Linked DNA regions of Bos taurus: region 2 is linked to region 1. Evidence: chromatin contacts called from public Hi-C data. All regions are on one chromosome and are shown on one strand. The core of a region is the stretch at or near the end of the contact, and the rest is flanking DNA. Distances in the headings are between cores, read along the strand shown. Region 1 overlaps HIPK2 (homeodomain interacting protein kinase 2). Region 2 holds the start of TBXAS1 (thromboxane A synthase 1).

Region 1 (6,790 bases), core at 1,832-4,331:
ACACTCGTCACAAGAACGGGGACTGGTGCGCTGTCAGAGGCTGGCAGTGTGCTGTCGATAATCCACACAGAGGTTATCCCACGGGAGAGCTGACATCAGCATAACAACGGGAGCGCACACAATGTGCTGATTTACAGACGGTGGCTGAGCCAGGACAAAACCACTGGCAGGTGGTGCGAATAACAGGGAACGGACTTGACGCAGAAGCCTAAGTCCATTGTTTCTAGGTTGGCTGCCGCAGGATGGGGGCCCTCAAGTTCAGGGATGCCAGGGCTCTCGCGGAAAGAAACAAAGAGGGCTTTAGCAGGACAGAAAAGCATGAGGCCAGCACCGCAGAGGCGGTCCTGGTGGAAGCAGGTGGGAGGCTGGGTCCACTCTGCCTTACCTTGGAAGCCGGGTGGACACACGATGAGCGCTTGCTGGAAGGGGTCGGGCCGGGCGCAGATCTGGGCGGCTCCCGTCTGCAGGGGCATGCTCCGCTGGGCCACCGCGGCCATGGATGCCGCTGAGGGCTGGCAGAGTGCAGATTGGTAGTTTAGTATGGAGACCTCGGGATTGGCTAGGGAAAGAGTAGCACTGGTGGAGGTGGGAGCCTAAAGGAATGGTGGGGATTAGACAAAAATAAACACAAATAAAACATGAGGGAGATGGCATGCTGGGAGACATGGATCCAAATCAAATAAATGAACTCAAAGAAGAGCAAATGAATGAACGAAAACCACGAGCCAAGAAAAAAAGCAAAAACGGGGGAGTGGAAATACAGTTGGAAAGTCTTAGGGGAAAGCAGGCACCTGCAGCCCAGGACACAGAATCACCTTCGATGCTTAGATTCGGGCCTGTTCTTAATATTTTCAGGGCCTGTTCCTAATACTTGCAGGGCCTGCAAGTGCACACGGCATGCCTGCCTGTCAAGTCTAAACAGCAGAGTTAAGGACTGGCTGGAAAGAATTATGATCTGCCCTTCCACGCAGACACAAACACTTTCATAACCACCTGGAAGGCTTTGGTTTGAGTCTGAATCTGGATTCCTTGGCTTGGGCCCTGGAATATGGAGCCGAGTGCCTGCCTGCCTTCTCTCCAGGCTCCAGCTCCGTCCCACAACCTGAGGGCCTTTGGGTGCAGGTATTTGGACTTGGTCTCTACTGGGGAGGATGAAACTAGAAGTGGCTCCTCCAGGCCCCGGGTCTCAGATTCCCGGAGCTTGACACGGAAGCACATGCACTTGGGGAGGGCCTGGGCAGCAAGCCCTTCTGCTCAGGTCTAAGGGTAGCACTTTTACAGATGCCCTTAGATGTTCACAGAGCACAGTTACTGCGAAGAAATAACACTACAGAAATAGAGATGGAGGGGGACGGGCTGAGGCTGGGGTTACTTGTTGGAATTCGGTGCATTCTTGTGCTGGCATTCAGCAACTAAGCCTAAAGGGCAAGGAGAAGATGCCAGGGGGTTAAGAGAACTTGAGATGGGTTAAGTTAAATGGAGATGGGTTAGACAGACACTGAAGTTATGTCCTCTCTCCTTTCTTTTTCAGAAAGAGATAGCATTTGAGGTTGAACTTGCACGTGAAGCAAGGCCATGGAAGGAAAAGGAATTCTACATTGGGAATTCTCCAGTTTCAGCCCATCTTTGTGCTGATCCTTTAGTAAGATAGGTGGAGTAACCCATGGCTTCAATTTCAACCTTGTTTATGAGAGATTTTGCTACTAGAGGCTATAAGGACTAAAAAAGTAAAAAGGGAAAGAGCCACAAGGCTATCGGGAAACATATAAAATTAGGACCTTAGGAAAGGTATGCATATATGTCAAATTTGATGAAAAGGATAAAGTCTCATTTTACCTGTCTTTTATACTTATATTTTATGCTGAATTTCAGTGCAAAGCATAGAATTTGTTTGAAAGTAATCACCACATTAGGTACTGCCCATGTTTAGATTTTAAGATGTTATTTTAACAGCCAGCGTCTGTGCAGCATCACACAGTCAGCCTCCAGGCAGTGTGACTGGGAATGCATGTGTGGCACATGTAGGCCAGCATCTCTTATCGCTGTTTTTTATTGAAGTGTAGTTGATTTACAATGTTGTGTTATGTATATATATCCTAACAAAAGGAAACTCTAGTGAAAGGAATAAATATACACGATTTTCCTGTTCCTTTCCATCACAGGTTACTAAAAGGCACTAAATACAGCTCCCTGTGCTGCACAGTAGGGCCCTGTTGCTCATTTTATACACAGTCATTTGCATGGGGCCAGCATTTTGTGTTGTTACCAACGGCATGACTTGTGTTTCCTTTCTGCTCTCTCTGCAGCCTCACCTCTCCTGGAGGCTCCCCTCAGACACACCTCCCACTAGCCACTTGCCCTCTACACACCAGAGTCCACACTCTCCCCTCATCTTCCTGCCTCCTGGCTTCCCTCTTTGGGGCACTGGCAGCAGTCTCCTCCAGGTTCCCACACGGGTGCTCAGTGGCTCCCCCTTCTGGCCAGCCACTGGTCTTGCTGCTCCTTCCTTCCAAATGTCCCCGGAAGGCTCTCCCTCTTTTTAATCACTACTTCCTTCGCTAAGGCCTTCTGTCCTGGTGCCTGGGACCTGTAGGGCCTTGACTAGTGATGTTCTGGTCTCCACTTCTTGTTTTCTAATTCTTCTTGGGCACAGAGGCTAGAACATTCTTTCCAAATGACTACTTTTTGTGTGATACCACCTCTGCTCAAAAGTCTCCGGTTGCTGCCTAGTGGGCACTGTGTACGCATCTTAGGCTGGCCCTCCTTCCAGTCACAATTAGGCCCTACTTCCCATCTCAATGTATCTTCTACCCTCCCTGCTCAGGGCACCAGCCAGACGGCCTGCTCACCGTGCTGGGACTCTGGAGACGGAGAGCAGAATCACAGTGGTTATTCTGTCCAGGAGTTCACCTGACTGGAGGTGGCTGTCTTAGCCTGAGGGCTGAGCTAGGCGCTGGGTGGGAATGTTTATCACAGGGTACTCCAGGCCTTAGAGAAATGAACTCTTTTGGCTGAGGAGAACGGTAAGGACACCAGCGGCCTCCAGGGGGCAGCAGATTCTAGGCGGCCTCTCCTAGAGGGTAGGCAGAAGGGGAGAGGAACAGGCTGGGAAGGAACGCTGGGCCTTAGCAACCAAACGTTCCGGGAATGGCCTGGGAAGCAGGGTCGGTAACTCTTCATGGGAGCACGGGACCTGTCAAAAGAGTGGATGGCCAGGCAGAGTATTCCCGCTGGAACATACATGCTCTTCTACTATCCAGGGGTGTGGTGTGTGTGTGCGTACACAGGTGTGTGGTCATCATTAAAGACTGATACTAAGACTGAAGAAGATCTAGGGACACTTTCTTTGGGGAAACTGGTAGGTAGGAATAAGAGTTAAAGTCTCTTAGATAGCAGAGGCTGCCTGAGCGAGGCCTTGGAGACTCTTCATGTAGTACATATTTCCTGGGTGTCATCCATATTTCCAGCAGTATATTAGGTGCTAGATTCTGCAAATTTTCTGTAAGAGGTTTGAAAGCTGTGGGTCCCCTTTTAGTTCTCACTGCTGGGATTCTGGTGACAAGACCTGGAAAAGGGCGGGTTTTGTCTGTGTTGAAAGGATATCATGTGGACCCGGCAGTGTGGACAAGAGGAGTGGGGGCCTGAGCTGGATGACCGCTAGCATCCATCCCTTCCAGTTCTAGAATTCTCCATCGGGCAGATGTCAGACATGAGAGGATCCCAGCATCTCCTTTACCTTATTCTCACAGCAGGACAGGGAAGTAGTAGGAGGTACCATCTCAGAAATAACTCTCTTAGTGAGTCATTTCTGGGACCTTTCAAGGGGCTAGGAGTCAATACAAAGAATTCCTGAGGATCTCAAAGGAAAATAATGAAGACAAACACCTTCTTGCAGAGTTGAACGTGACAGTAGAGGGATTTTGTCTGTTGTATACGATATTGGAGTTTTGTCTTCTGACTCAGCTTGGTGGGAAAACAGAATTCCTGACCTTTGCTCTGTCAGCCCCGTGTCTGCCTTCCGCTCTGCTCCCCACTCACCTGGTTGTGGACAGTGTTCAGCTGGTTGTTGAAGGTCATGGTCAGGTTGGTGGATGTGCTGGGGGCCACGTGCGTGATGAAAGGGGTTTTGCTCTGGTTCACCGTGTCATACATGTTCACCCGACGCTTGCAAATCTCCATGTTCTGGAAACATGATTTGACGCTGTTCATGCACAAGCAGAGACAAAGGTGTCAGGGAGAGAGTAACATGGAATTACAGGGGAGAAAATGGAGAGAGAAAAAGAGAGTTAATCTAATAAACGAAAGAACCGAGACACTTCACTTTGGATCTCAAGTTCCTGGATTTCTCAGGCAGTGTCTGCACTTGCAAAAGTTGGTGGTATTTACAGGAATTCCACCCTCCCCTGCCCCCTCCCCCCACACCTTCTCACTGCCTCCTCCTCATCCTGGGTGGGTAACAGTTCTCCACCAACACAACAGACCTCTTGGCTCTCACTGCATTTCCTCCTGCTGCTGATCTGCTTCCCAATTTCCACAGCTCATTCTTGGCTTTCAAAGTGGTTTCTGGCCCATAAATAAACATGTAAGTTCTCTGATTGGCACTGGTCATCAACGGATGACCTGCCGCCATCTTCCTTGCCCACGCCCTTTCCAGCTAACCCAGGACACCAGCGCCATCTAGGGGTCAGCCAAAGAATAGCCAACCCGGTGTCAGGACCTATTGGCACTCTTGCTCCTCCCTGGATTGTGCAGGAAATGAGCGAAGGGTTCTCATTGGAAAAGACTCTGATGCTGGGCGGGATTGGGGGCAGGAGGAGAAGGGGACAACAGAGGATGAGATGGCTGGATGGCATCACTGACTCGATGGACGTGAGTCTGGGTGAACTCCGGGAGCTGGTGATGGACAGGGAGGCCTGGCGTGCTGCGATTCATGGGGTTCAAGAGAGTCGGACATGACTGAGCGACTGAACTGAACTGAACTGAATAGCGGTGAAGCTTACTGACAGCGTGGCGGCTGTTTGCAAGCACTCTTTCACTCAGTCCTACAACCACCACGAGGGGAAGACAGACAACTGTTGCCCCTATTTTGCGAATAAGGATAAAGCAGAGAAGGGATAGGTAATTTGCCAAGATCAAGAGCTGGTTAATGGTAGTCTTCACACAGACACGTGCATTCTCTTTAACTTCCTTCATTCTTCATTTCTTTTCTTATTGTTACCCAGTTACATAAAATTCTCTCCCTCTTTTTCTTCTTCCATTGCATTTTTGAATCAAAACAAAACTCTCAATTATGAAATTCAAGTATAAAAGTGTTGCGGACACCAGCATCAAGGACAAAGAAAGCCATTAGTGGCCTTGACTGGGTGTTTGAAACCCCACCACAGGATTTCCAGTTGTTTGTACATCGCTTCTCACTCACGTCCCCGGCTCCCAGGTGGTGTCCAGGTCAGGAATCTGCCTGCCAACGCCGGCCACGCGGGTTTGATCCCTGGGTCAGGAAGATACCCGGGAGGAGGAAATGGCAACCCACTGCAGTATTCTTGCCTGGAACATTCCATGGACAGAGGAGCCTGGTGGACTATAGTCCACGGGGTCTGAAAGAGTCAGACACAACTGAGCACGTGTGCCACGCCAAGTCTCATTCACTTCTGGGTCATCTTCTAATTAAACTCACTTTTTCCTCAAATGCTAATATTTAGGATAGCAAGATCCCACTGAAATTTCCATTTAAAATACTTATTTTAATTATAAGTAGTGTAGTAACAATAAAATTCTACCATTTTAAGATGACAGCTGCATACTGTACTACGGGTAAGCTAGATTCTGGGCCAGGCAGGTGCTTGCAGGCTATCCCGAAACATCTGCTCCATGAAAGGTCCTCTGAACTGACTTACACGTTTTTTGTGACTTAATCATGACTGACACTGGCCACACAATGCACACGAAGTAAACAATGACTGACTGATGACCCTAGAGAGAAGGAGAACGGATTCTCTGCTGACCAAGAGCTAAAAACACTAATGCTAGCAATGCCAACACGTTTTGAGCATCGACTCAGTACCAAACCTACTGCTAAGTGCTTGGAGGCTGAAAGAATAAAACAATGGATTTTGTGTTCTTCTGGACTGTATTTAACACATCAATGGTTTTTCGACAATTCAACACAAAGCTTTCAGACTCAGGATTCTGTAACTGAAACGATCTGAGTTTTTAGTTTCAGAGGAAAGTACTTTCACACTGGGTTAATGTTGAGAATGGTTTTTAAGGAATTCGAGCACTAGAATCTTGGCATGGAGAAACGAGTGGAGTCTCTTTCATCTGATAATCTAGATGTTGGGGCAGCCCTGGCCCAGCCGCGGGTTTCTTCTGGCCCCAGACTTCTTCATGGTCTGCCCAGCAAATTCTAGGGTTGCTTGGAGATCAGGCCTACTTTGTGCTCAGAGACCCTTCTTTCCTTCCGAGGCCTATTTTCTGAAATCTAAGTTGTCAGTGCTTCCCCTGGTTCCACACCAGGTTCTGAGTTAGGAGCCAGCTGATGCCCATGGTTTCCGTGCTGGGTCTTCACCTACAGTGAAACACCCTGATTTGCTTCCATGCAGAACTAAAAGACAGACGGCACCCTGAGGTCATTCAGCCAAGCCTCAAACTTTATGCATGTGACTGTTCACTGACAGTGCTGGGGGCTTTCCAGGTGGCTCAGTGGTAAAGAATCCACCTGCTGGTGCGGGAGATGCAGTAGATGTGGGTTCGATCCCTGGGTCAGGAAGGTTCCGTGCAGAAGGAAGTGGCA
Region 2 (6,790 bases), core at 1,738-4,237, 200 kb after region 1:
CTGAGCGAATAAACTCAGCACATGAATGAGAGGAACTGGTGTCTCTAGGGGAGGTGACCACCCCTCGGGACATCCCTGAGCTGACTGCCAACATCAAAGCCATCTCCGTGAACCAGGCAGGGCCTGTGACAGGTCCATCAAAGCCATCCCCATGGAAAGGACAGGGCCTGTGACAGTCCCACAGGCCCATAGCAGGATGGGAGGCATGGCTTCTATATGCAGAGTCTGAGAAGAGATGAGGGCCCTCCCTGGTCTCTGTCACCAGGTGGCCGTGGGACTTTGTACCATCACTTTCTCTTTCTGGATTTCCATTTCTTCTTCCGTAAATAAGATCCAGGCTTGGTCAATATTTCTCCAAGCACATTCCTAAGAGCACAACATCCAGGTTGTGTTTATACATGTCCTTTAAGAGGGATTCTGTGGTCTAATGCACTTGAGGAATGCCGTTCTCTGCACCCCACTGTTGTTGGAGAGTCACCATGCATGTCGGTAGGTTCAAGTCTCCAAGAGGTCTTACGTAAACAAACCTATGTATCAGCTCACTCCAATATTCTTGCCTGGAAAATTCTATGGACAGAGGAGCCTGGCAGGCTACAGTCCACAGGGTTGCAAAGAGTCGGACACAACTGAGTGACTGAGCATAGACGCACACAGTACTGGTCACATGGGACGAGAGACATAGAATATGGAGAGAGGACAGGAAGTCCTAAAGGGCTTGGCTGGAACATGGGGCACTGGTCCAGATAGGTGTAGCCGTTGGGGGACACCCAAGTAGAGATGCAAAACAGGGAGGCAGGTCAAATGGTTAGAGAACAGGGAGGATGCTTGGAAGGAAGGCACTTGGTATTTGCATGGTCACTCTCTTATTTGGGGCTGATGCTCATCAGTGCATCTGGATTTAACTACCATTTGCATATTGGTGCCTTGAATGATTGACTATCACCTTTTGATAAAGAGTATGGGCTTTGGAGTCATACCTCCCATGCCTCAGTTTCTACTTCTCTAAAGTGGGATTAATAATAAGCATTGCCTCCTAGAGTAGCTTGTGAGGATTAAGTGAGCTAATATACCTGGATGTTCTTAGACTAGTATCTAGCACATAGTAAGTCCTCCATAAATGGTACTGTCAGTATTAAGGATTATTATTTGTATTTGCAGCCGAGATTCCTCTCTGACTTGACAGCTCCACTCCAGTGTCTCCCAGGTATCTCAACAGCACCAAAACCCAACTTTTGATCCCAGCAGCACCCCATCTTTTCCCAGCCTTCTTCATCTCAGTGAAGGGTGCTCCCTCAAGTCAGGAACATGGGGATCAGACATGCCGCCTCCCTCCCCTTCTGTCTTCCTCCAATCCACCAGGAAATTCTGCAGAGTCTGTCCCCAGAATAGATTTCAAACTCATCTACTTCTCTCCTCCTCTCAACCCTACTCTAGTTTGAGCAGCCTCGTCTCAAGACGAACAAAATCATCTTCCAAGCGGCTCCCTGCTTCTCTTTCCATGAATTCTTCACGCAGGGCCAGAACAACTCTAACAAACAGAAATATGACCACACTAAACTGCTAAGTGGCACATAAAATGAAGCCCCGGCTGCTTGCCGTGGCTCTGAGCTGTCTGGCCTCTGCAGAGTCTCCTCCTTTCCCAGCTGCTCCTCCAGCTGGCCTGCTGGCCTCTCTCCAGTTCCCACAACAAGGGGAGTTTGCTCCCACCTGAGAGCCTTTATCTGGTCACCTTTTTGGCCCAAAGGCTTTACCTGTCTCCCCCTCGCCTGAGGCTCTTGGCTTCAAGTTGTCCTCCCCAGATTTCCCCCCACACTCTCCTAATGGGTTATCCCAGTTATTCCCAGTCACAGACCTGTGTTCACGACCTTCACAATGCTGTTCTCAACATGCAATTTATCTACTTGTTTATTGTCTATCTGTCCCCAGAGAAAATTCTCCAGAGCCCAGTGCTTCTCCTCCAAGGATTGTAAACCCAGCATACAGCCTGGCCCCCCGACCCATGATGAATGAACAAAAGGCTGTCATGGTGAGTGAATGGTTTCCTCTCTGATACACCCTTCCTGTTACTAAAGGTGTCACCAGCTGATTAATAAGCAAAAGATGATCCAGTCCACCTTAGTCCGATAAGCTCAGAGATAGAACAAAGGGCCCTTACACAAACCTACAGGTATGCTTTTAGACATTTAAGAAATCCTCCAAGTCATTATGAGAGGGCTGACACGAGGCAAGATCCTTAGGCATTGAGTAGGGACCCCACTGAACCCCTAGGGGCCAGGGGACCCCACGGACTAAATGACCTTGAAAAGTGAAAGCACAATTTGCTCAGTTGTATCTGACTCTTTGTGACCCCGTGGACTTTACAGTTCATGGAATACTCCAGGGCAGAATACAGGAGTGGGTAGCTTTCCCTTCTCCAGGGGATCTTCCCAACCCAGGGATGAAACCCAGGTCTCCCACATTGCAGGTGGATTCTTTACCAGCTGAGCCACAGGGGAAGCCCAAGAATACTGGAGTGGGTAGCCTATCCCTGATCTTCCCGACCCAGGAATTGAACCGGGGTCTCCTGCATTGCAGGCGGGTTCTTTACCAACTGAGCTATTAGGGAAGCCCAAACGACCTTAGTGGGATGGATGTCCTCAATGCAGCTGGCATTTTTCATCAGTCTGATGTCTGGCCTTGAATTTTTCTGGGGCATTCAGTTTCCTGACCCATATGAGCATTTAATGACAAATTAATTTTTTTTTAAGCATGTTCTTTCTTTAAGGAGTACTTGTCACGATAGAATTCTACGGTTGCAGCCATTGTCTTTCCCAGCAGACCTTGGGTCAGGTCTGCTGCTGCTTCTTCCCGGGAAAGTTAATGTAAATGTTTATTGGCGGTACCGTCATCAAGAAAATAAAGTTGCTGATTCATTGCCTTACAATGAAACCCTTTGTTTTCCCCTCCTCTTCCTTCCTCTTTATAAGGAGACACTTCCGAGAAAGGGCACACTTCAGAGACCCACATCTTGGGATATTTTCTTGGTTGCCTATGTCTTCTGTCTGCAGACTGTGGGTTCCTGTAACAGCTGGGGGATCAGCCTCTCTCTTTCCTCTGCAGTATCACCCCTCTAGGGTCTCTGAGGAACAATGGAAGTCTTAGGGCTCTTCAGGCTGGAAGTGAGTGGCCCCATGGTGACGGTGGCCCTGTCCGTGGTCTTCTTGGCCCTCCTGAAATGGTAAGTGCAGCCAGTATGTCCCAACCACGGTGACATTGTCAGAAATAGCAGTCGCAGAGCCATGCTGGAACCGGGGTGGGGTCTGTGGGAGTGTGTTTTTCTTCCTCTCTAATCTACAGGGAGTTGAGTATTAACACAGCTTCAGAATTAAAAGCAAACAGCCAGGTTAATCTTTTGCTCTAATGCATGCGATGGAGGTGTCAGGAAAGGCTGGTGATTCAGTGACTGAGAATGCTACACATAATTAAGTTTGAGAGAGAGGGAGAAAGCAACAGATTGGCAAGGTTTGGGCAGAAGTATTTCCTTGCATCCCCGTCCTATCTCCCCAGGCTGGATTTACAGCAGATTCAGCCTCTTGGTTCTGATGACGTTAAAAGGAAAAAAAAAAAAAAGATAAAGGAGCTGTCCGGCAACGTGGTCTGGCGACGTGCATGGGAAAGTCACTGCGAAGGGACTTCTGTAGGTTTAAAGATAAAGAGGTGGAACTAATTTCCTCATTTTCTAATATTTGATAGAAAGGGATGAATGAAGTGTGTGCAGTGCCACCAAGTCTGAGACCTGGGAGGATCTCAAATTTAAACTGGAAACAACTCCCCATGATCTTGTTAATTCAACAGAAGGTTTTCTGAGGTCTGACTTGATCAGAGACTGGATGTGAGGCCCCACAATATGCTTCATTTATGCATATTCACCTTGTCAGTGAAAGTTATTAAAATTACCCACTCCATCAAAAGCACCTGGATTTAGGCAGCTCTGGTTTTTGAGGGGAAAGTGGAAAAAATAATGGAGAGTTTGAGTTTGAACAGAATTTCAATTTACGTTTCTGGTAGTAATAAAGCCTCCTCTCGATTAATAACTGGGAAAGCACTTTGAAAAGCATCAAGCATTATGCAAATGTGAGGTATTATTCTTTTGGAATTTGCATAGCTGAAAATGGAATTCACGTTTGATGTTCTATGATGATGAAATTACTTCTTGGAAATTGGCTCTGAAACCCAGCTTCAGTCCCAGTGCTGTTTTGCTTTCTAACTGGTTTAATTATCTTTTGAACTTTTCTCAGTGTGGCTTATCTTGCCTTGAAACCAGCCACGTGCAAACCCAGGAGCAAGTGGTAGGCTCCTTCCCCCACCCTGCTCTATCCTTCCATCCATCTCAGCGTGTTTCTGCTCAGAGATGGACTTAGCACAGTGCCTGATATGTTCTGGGTGCTTAGTAGACATCAGCCCGTATCATTAACTATCGTTTAATGTGACCTAAACACAGAGGGAAATAAGTCTTTTGTGCTTCAGGTATATTTAAAATTTCTCGTTAATATGCTTATTAATATTAATTTCTCATCAACGGTTGTGCACTGACTGTAATTCTCAAAGAGTGTCCTGTTTGAGGCCCCCATGGTCTCACAGCATCCATATTTCTGTTGTACACTTCACTTCACTTCTGTTTCTGTCTTATTGGGTCTTTTCAATTTCTATAGTCTTAATTTCCAGCTCAGTGCCTGATATATATAGTATGGCTCTGATAAATGTCTGATGAATGGGTGAGTGAATTGCATACATTAATGTTGTGCTTGTCCTGGAAAGGGGCATGTGTCCTGAGTGATAAGCTGCTGTAACTGGGTGTTTCTAATCAGCGTAGATCAGAGTCACAGCTAATAACACCATACCATTCAGCAAGGCAGTTGTGCATTTGTAATCTGTTCCGGGGCCATGCTAATAACTTGGGTCAAAGACACTGAGATTAGAGAGAGGCATGAAGCGGAGGTGGTGAATAGGAAGCCAGAGCAGACTTCTATTTGTTCTTGTGAAAATATTTACCGATTTGTTCATGTGCTCCAGGCATGGCGTGAGGCCCTGGTACAAGGTCAGAAAACAGGAGGTCTAGATTAGATGCCCAAGGTGGGGGAGATGTGAAGGTTGTGGCTGAGCTGGCTGTCTGGGGAGGATGACGCTGAAGAGGAGGAGCCTTGAGGGGCCGTGGATGTGGTTCTTATATCCTAGGTCTATCCCGGATCAGCTCAAGGTCACCATCCTTGAGCTCTCAACACTTGTTTTCCAGGCAAGACTCCTGAGAGAAGTGAAGTGAAGTGAAAGTTGCTTAGTCGTGTGCAACCCCTTGGACTACACAGTCCATGGAGTCCTCCAGGCCAGAATACTGGAGTGGGTGGCCTTTCCCTTCTCCAGGGGATCTTCCCGACCCAGGGATCGAACCCAGGTCTTCTGCATTGAGGTGGATTCTTTCAGCTGAGCCACAAGGGAAGCCCAAGGATACTGGAGTGGGTAGCCTATCCCCTCGCCAGTGGATCTTCCTGACACAGGGATCGAACTGGGGTCTCCTGCACTGCAGGCGGATTCTTTACCAACTGAACTATCAGGGAATCCCCAAGACTCCTGGGCAACAGACATCAGCTTGAATGAGGCAGGGCCTCCCTCCCGTTTCATTTTCTCGACAAGATGCATGTGGGAATGAGAAGGGCACTCAGGGAGAGCTGGGGGGTAGAAAGACCCTCACAGCATCTGCCCCCAAGGAGGTCTTGTGCAGAGTGCAGTTTTGAAGGTTTAAACTCCTTACTCTTTCCTGTTAAGAGTTCCGCCTGCCTCTGGACCAAGAGAGCGTGCAATAAGAGCCTCAACTCTGGGAAGGTAACGCGAGGAGGGCCACTTCTTGCCAGCTGCACCAGCCTGGGGGTTCATTCAAATCAGGGGCGAGGTCCCGTACCTCACTGCAGTTCTGGAAACCTGTCCAAAACTTGCCTGTTCTAGTGTTTGGTTTAATGCAGGCAAAATGAAGAAGTCCACAAGGCACTCGGGATGTAGGCTTTGGTTCTCCTCTTGCAGCAGCTTCATCCCCCAGACCCTGACTCCATCCTGTGGGCTTGGCAGGTCCATGAATGGTCACGTGCTCCACGCATCCAGGCCTCTGTTCTTGCTGTTCTCCATGCTTGGAATCCCCTTTCTCTCCTCTTTCCTTCAAGGAGCTCAGCGGCACCTCCTCACTGAAGGTTCTGCTTGCCCACAGCACTGACCAGTCCCACTCACTGTGCCTTTCCTTGTTGTTCTCACCTCTATCCCCCGCTCCTCCACAGTGCATGCATGGAGTTGGTGCCTAATGAATGTTGGCTCTAATCTCCACTGGTATTTTCTTGCTGGCTCTTCCCTTAGACGTCATAGCTCAATACAAGTCTTAATTCTTCTGCCTACATGCATCATCCTTTTCCTATGGCCTTTTCAGTTTGGACCAGCTTGGGGTCCATGCTCTAATTGGACCCCAACAGGTGTGCTGTTTTTGGATCTCTACTTACCTTGCAGAGCAAGACTATGGCATGTACTTAAACATTTCATTATGAAGTATATGTATGAATTTAGAAAGCAGAATAGAAAAGAATCAATTTCATTTTAAAAGAGACTAAAATAGTATATTTTGATAGTTTTCCCCCTAAAGGTATTTGATACAATTTTTTTGATGACAGTCACTAAAATGGATAGTTATGAGGCTGAACAGTGTGCACTGGGGTCTAAGGGGCCCAGGGCTACTCCCCTGGGGGTTGGAGCTGGGGATGTAGGATACATTAGCAAG

What was found. Hi-C and Micro-C count contacts between places; a contact is called where the count stands out from the background.
Region 2: a contact with region 1 is called in a Hi-C map of an unstated tissue, with 2.3 times the contacts expected there. The contact joins the promoter of TBXAS1 here to the enhancer-like site in region 1. A contact is called at or near these places in 4 of 11 Hi-C or Micro-C datasets (8-cell embryo, liver, skeletal muscle and 1 more).

What each region holds. Positions count from the first base shown.
Region 1 is chr4:103,090,555-103,097,344 of ARS-UCD2.0, forward strand. It overlaps HIPK2 (homeodomain interacting protein kinase 2), which reads right to left. Exons shown (of 15, transcript NM_001372119.1): 7 at 4,039-4,201; 8 at 386-593. Among named protein-coding and RNA genes, the nearest start is that of CLEC2L, 85 kb to the left of the region's middle. Within about 2 kb of position 3,082, at least 12 of the 102 cell types and tissues checked have an H3K27ac peak or open chromatin away from gene starts, as enhancers often do. A contact at or near this core is called in liver, where this site is marked.
Region 2 is chr4:103,292,551-103,299,340 of ARS-UCD2.0, forward strand. It overlaps TBXAS1 (thromboxane A synthase 1), which reads left to right and starts at 2,988. Exons shown (of 13, transcript NM_001046027.2): 1 at 2,988-3,217. The coding sequence starts at 3,129.